2 separate regions of the Ovis aries genome follow, and region 2 is linked to region 1. The links are chromatin contacts, called in public Hi-C maps. All regions are on one chromosome and are shown on one strand. Each heading gives the region's core, a stretch centred on a gene start, on an enhancer-like site or on the middle of the called end of the contact. The rest is flanking DNA. Distances are from core to core; before and after follow the strand shown. Region 1 overlaps GNB1 (G protein subunit beta 1). Region 2 holds the start of CALML6 (calmodulin like 6).

What was found. A called contact is a pair of places that touch in the nucleus more often than the background predicts.
Region 2: a Hi-C map of liver shows a contact between it and region 1, with 3 times the contacts expected there. The contact joins the promoter of CALML6 here to the enhancer-like site in region 1. A contact is called at or near these places in 12 of 16 Hi-C or Micro-C datasets (blood, hypothalamus, liver and 6 more).

The regions. Positions count from the first base shown.
Region 1 is chr12:50,192,925-50,195,961 of ARS-UI_Ramb_v3.0, reverse strand. The region is part of intron 1 of GNB1 (G protein subunit beta 1); the gene reads right to left. Among named protein-coding and RNA genes, the nearest start is that of GNB1, 36 kb to the right of the region's middle. Within about 2 kb of position 1,536, at least 2 of the 54 cell types and tissues checked have an H3K27ac peak or open chromatin away from gene starts, as enhancers often do. A contact at or near this core is called in liver, where this site is marked.
Region 2 is chr12:50,145,214-50,148,130 of ARS-UI_Ramb_v3.0, reverse strand. CALML6 (calmodulin like 6) reads left to right here and starts at 1,411. Exons shown (of 6, transcript XM_042229329.1): 1 at 1,411-1,573. The coding sequence starts at 1,411.

The DNA.
Region 1 (3,037 bases), core at 287-2,786:
TTGGGGACCTTCCAGACAGTGTTCTGTTACTGGTTGCTAGTTTAACTCCACTGTAAAGCCCCTGACAGCTCCAACCACTGGGTCCTTTCCGAGTCTGATCAGCCTGTAGAACACTAGCAGCCACACGTCGCAGTGACATGCTACAGGGACGTGTCTGGAGTCTCATGTCCACACCATCATTCTTGAGCAGTGTGAAAATGAAAGAACGTGCTGGGCTGCCATTCCCACCATCACAGTCTGGGGTGAGCCAGCTCCGTGTGAAGGTGCAAGGGGTGCCCAGGAATGGCTGTGATGCTCCAACCAGAAACAGATCTGGCTGCCAAATAAAAAACCTCTAACCATATTCAGTTAGTTTTTAAATTATCCTGTATTTTCTTGCATTCATTAAAAAAGTCACACTTCATTGTGGTTTCCCCATGTTACAATAAATCTCTTGGGGAAAAGTTATGAGGAAAAGTACTTATTTTTTGCAGAAGGGTGGCAACCTGTCCAATATGACCTGCAGAATTCCAACTTTCTCCCAAATTAGGTCTGCCCAGGAGAATAGCTCTAATGTTTGCAATGCAAGAGTAACTTTACCATCAAGCACAGCAGTAACTACTGAACATGTAACACATTCTTGGAGGACGAGCTATGGAAATATATAGCCAGAAATGAATAAAAACAGCAATATGCTTGGAGCACAACTATACCACCACCTCTTCCTGGCATTGATCATTTCCTCCTGGAACTATCTCAATCTCCAGGCGGAAAAGACGCACCATGGGCCAAGCATAACGAAAGAAAAGACACTGTTATCAAGATACATCGTATTTCAGAACACCAAAGGCAGGACCCTCAAAGTTTCCACATAGAACAAACTGGTGCTACACAGGATCAAGAGTTGGCAGCATCTTACTTCCCAACAGCAACACTGGAAACTGGGAGAAAACAGTGCTGTCCTGAACTAACTCCAAGCAAAAATCATACACTCAAAGTCCAGGAAGACTCTGGAGGACATTTTCCCCCAAAAGTGGAAAAAAGTGGAAAAAGTGAGAAAGATGTCACAATTGGAACTCAGGAGATCCAGAGGAGACACAATCTTCTCCCCCATCCTCTTCCGGCCTCATGTTCGGGGGGTTGAATGTGCTCTGTCACAGTGACATCCGGAAGGGCTGACCCCCAGGCATGCACGTGGGTCTCAGGAACCACTCTAAGCACCACATCTGCAGTGTACCCTTTATGTTATGGACAACTGATATAGAGTCTACGCCCCCAAACTAGATTTCTAATTATGTCTGCGAAAAAGATATAGATCAAAAGGTTAATCAACCATAAAATTTATCAAATAACTATTATGTACCCAATGCTATGTTGCTAAGTACTTTACAGCCATCCGATTAACTCCTCAGCAACGCAACGGGTGCGTACTGCTATCATCCTTCCTTGGCATTTCAATTCCACAAAATTACAGAAAAGATACCTAAGGCAGAGGAAGGTCAGTAACTGGGCTCAAAGCTGCACTAAGACCAAGTGGCAGAGCTGGTGTGACACCCGGCAACTGGATTTGAGCCCAGGGGCTTACCCTGACGCAATACTTACTGCCATTTAAAAACAAGTCTGTGTGCAATTTTTAAAAGAAAATCAGATAAAAAATTAAATGTGTTCCTCTGCTCAGAATGTCCTTGCCCTCTCTTCCCCTCTGCCAGGAAACAGTACTCGACCTCGAGACAGAGCTGATCACACACACCCCCGACCACCATGCTACCCAGCCACCTGGCTTGTCCAGTTCTCTGACCACTGTCGCGCTGACCCCAAGAGGCAGTACCTTGGATGGTGCCAAGCCTTCATGGCTGCTCTGAAGGGAAGGGGCCTGTCAGGTTACAAACCGATTTCCTAAGAGCTGCCCCAACTGCTCCTCTTCCAAAACCTGGTCTCAGGACTGTCCCACGCTCCCCCTCACCCCAGTCAGAGCTGACCACACCAAGGACAAGCACCCTCCGGCCAACGTCAGACAAAACTGTGTCCCCTGATGCTGTGGAAATAGAGGCAACGAGTGGGACATGAACCTGAGGCCTGTGGCAACCCACCCACCACAGCTTGGACTAAGCAGCAAAAAGAAGAGGATCACGGACACATGGGAGGGGCGCACTCCCCACGGTTCCTGTCCCATCCCAGGGCTTCTGCATTCCAGACTTATAAAGTGATAGCAAGTCAGGCCATGATCTCTTTCCTCATTTCATGGCTTCACCAAAAGTGTCTCCGAAATTCCCACCTGTCTTAATTCCAATCACATAACCCATGCCTCCCACCTGGGTAATGGCAACCGCAGACCTTGCTCCCCTTATTTGACTTGTGTGAGCAACACCTGGCATGCCAGTCACCTCCTGCTCCCTGAACACCAGGTGAGGGGACCCTGCTCTCCTGCTGCCCCCCTCCCTGCTGCGCCCCTTCCTGGCTGCACCCCAGGTCCTGCACTCTCAGGCTCAATCTCATCACAATCACAGGCTTGCCTTTCCAAACCCCATGACAGTCCATTCCCCACCCTCATCAACACAGAAAACCCTGCCCCAAGCTGCCACCCAATCCCACCAATCTCCCTTTCTCCCACCCTGGACTCACTCCCACTGCTGGCCTCCTTCCAGCTCACAGTCTTCATGGAGCCTACTATTAACTCACTCCCCAGCCATCTCTTTTCCTCTCCAACCATCTTATTCATCATCACCTGATTTAACTTTCTAAAGGAGAGCTCTGCCATCTGACTTCTCCTATGGAAGAAAGTTGAAAGGGCTCGTACCTTTCAAGGTGCTTGTAACCACCACACATCCGGGCACCTTCCCCAGGACTCAGATTAACTGTGTCTGAGGATGGCGAAATACATGGACTACAAACGCTCCAGGTGAACTTGGGTCTCTCTGCCAGATCTGAACCATGATCCTGCCCATTAGTCCCTCACAAAGAAATCTGAGAAACATGAGTGTATTCTTCCCTTGAAGAGTTAGAGACAAATTTTAACAAGTAAGATATTCCCCCACATTCAAGAATAGGAACCTGCTTC
Region 2 (2,917 bases), core at 162-2,661, 48 kb after region 1:
TGTGTTCGGGGGCAGGCATGGGGGAGGGAGATGACATCTGACCCCTGCAGGGCCATCCAGGCCCCCGGAGCCTCAGCCCTACGGTCCTCAGCAGAGGGCTCTTCATCCTGAGGATGCGGCTCTCCTCCCTTTAGGAGGGCCTTTGGGGCCTGAGGGCTGTTTGTCAAGAATCCTGTCCCTGAGGCCAGCCCACTGGTCACCTGGGAGGTGATGCAAGCTGTGCCTGCAAGGGGCAATGAGAGGCAGGTGTGAGGCCAGGGACCCTGGAGCTTGGCAGAGTCCCAGGGAGGTGGTCTTGGAGGCTGGCAGGCATGGGACCCAGGGAGAAGAAAGAGGAAGTGGTGGGCTGGGACCCCAGGCCGTAGGAGTGAAGGCTAAGCATGGAGCACATGCTGGCCCCCTGGGCTGGCCCTCCTGGGGCGGCCAGGCCTGCAGGCACTGGGTGTTTTGGAAACCAGCAGGCCTGCATGGCACATCGGGGGTGGTAGCGCTGCCTGGAGCCAGGGCCCTGGAGCTCTCGCAGTGACGTCCATCTGGGACCTGCCAGGCTCCTGCCATGTTCCCCTGGGCAGATGCCTGGTGCTCATGCCCAGGCCTGCTCTGGGGTGCCAGGGGGTGGCTCAGCCTGAGGATCACTTCTAAGGACTTGCCTGTCTTGTCCTATTGTCCCTACAGGAGCCCCTGGTGGCCATAGGGGTAAGGCCTTGCATTGGGTGGACACTCCCTCTGAGACAGACCATGGAGATGAAGCCCCAGAGAGAATGCAAGTGCAAGGGGTGGTGGGTCATCCCCATTGGGCACCACCAGGGGCACTGCTGAGGACAGGGCCATGCAAGCCTCACCCTTGGCGGGGGGGACCCTTGTCTGCCAAGGCTGATGGGTGCTGCCCTCATGGGTGTTGCCCCAGGCTCTGTGGGCAACAGCATCAGCATCCCCTCCGTGTGGGACAGACCTCCAGGCTCCTGCTGCCCTCTGGCCGCTGGGCCCCCTGGAACCAGAGTGGTCTGAGGCTCTTTCCATTGACTTAAGAGGACAAGGAAGAGCCCTCAGAACGTTGGAGCGCCCTGAGCCCTCAGGGGAGAGGACACAGGGCTGTCAAGGTTAGCTGGGAGCCCCCGGAGCCTGGGGAAAGCAGAGGCCGGCCACACCGGGTCACCTGGTGGCTGAGCTGAGCAGTGGGCCCCAGCTCCCGAGCACGGCTTGGCTAGGCTCTCTGGACCACACGGTCCAGGGCCCACCCCCTGCCCTTGAGTAAAGGTGGTGAGCGGTGGCTCCATTTCTGCAGTCGGCACTCTGACCTCCCCCCTCCCCCGACCTGCCACAAGCTGGGTTGTACTTATGCCTGTCTTTGTGCTCACAATTGAGGGAATCGAAGAATGAGTCTTCGAGTGCAGGGTTTTGAAAGGAGGGATGGAGAGAGGCCGGCCGGAGGCCGGGCAAGGCGACCCCGCCCAGCTCCAAACCCAGGAGGGCCGCCCTCAAACGCCGGTGCCCGCCCAGCGGCACGCCCAGTCCAGGCTTCGCGCGGCTCGCGAGCGCCGCCTGGTGCACACGCGCGGAGTGGACGCCCCAGGCGCAGCTTCCGGGCCGGGGATGGGGCGGGTCCGGTGGAAGGGCCGGGGCGGGGCCTAGTGGAGGAACGAGGGGCGGGGCGGAGCCGAGTGTCGGGGGCGGGGCCGGGAGAGGGGCCCGGGCGGGGCCGAGGACCGGGCAACTACAGGGAGGAGTGTCGGGAGCGGGCTTGAGCGACTCTCCTCCGGACTCCGCCCTCCAGAGTGGGCTGGTGGTTTAGCATTTCCCACGAAGAACTCGGGAGGGCCACTTAACCTGTTTCCAGATCCGCCTGTGATTTTGCTAAAACCGTCCTTAGTTTTCGGGGCTATTATCTCTCAGCGCGCCCCTCCCGCTCTTCGCGGAAACAAGCCCTTTCAGCTCTTAACGGTTTCCTGTGTTTCTGTTTTGTTTCGGTATTTTTTGGCCGCTCCCTGGACTTGTGGGATCTTAGTTCCCCGACCAGGGATCGAACCCTCATCTCCTGCAGTGGAAGAACAGAGTCTTATTAACTGCCCAACCACCAGAGAATTTCCTCCTCTGGTCTTAGAAATTGGTGGAGGGACTTCCCTGGTGGTCCAGTGCCTAAGACTCCAAGCTCCCAATGCAGGGGGCCCCGGTTCAATCTCTGGTCAGGGAACTAGAACCCACATGCCATAACCAAGAGTTCGCATGCTGCAACTAAAACGGTCCCGAATGCCGCAAAAAAGACCCAGTGCAGCCAAATAAATAAATATTTTTTAAAAGATAATGGGTGGAAATCGGCAGTCAGAGAAGGTGGTCAGTTTGAGACTGATCTTTAGTGCTGTGATTTCTTTGTGGATCAACAAATGATGGAATTTTAGAGCAAAGCAGGGTTTCCAGGAAAGGATGTCTTGAGGTTATGACCCCAGACCCATCCAGAGTGTGGAGTGCTGGGCGCAGAGGGGCTCGGGCTCCTGGGACACGCCCAGCAGAGAGGGTGCTAGGAGGCCCCGGGGGCTGGCCTTTCATTAGACTGTGTCTGTGGACAGGGAGCATCTGGACTTTTTATCCAGGTAGGCAATCGCCACTTAAAAGGCGATTGTTTTAAATGGAATAATGCTGCTATGAATATGGGTATGCAAATACCTTTGAGACCCTGCTTTTGATTCTTGGGGGAAAAGGCCCAGAAATGGAATTGCTGCATCACGTGGAGCTTCTATGTTTACTTTTCTTTGGAGGCACCTCTGTAGGACCTTCCACCATTCTACATTCCCACCAGCTGTGCTCAAGGGTTCCAGTTTCTCTATGTCCTCACCAACACTGTCTTGTTTTCTGGTTTTTGATAGTAGCAGTCCTGATGGTGTGAAGTGCTATCTGGCTGTGCTGTTAATTTGTGCTCCCT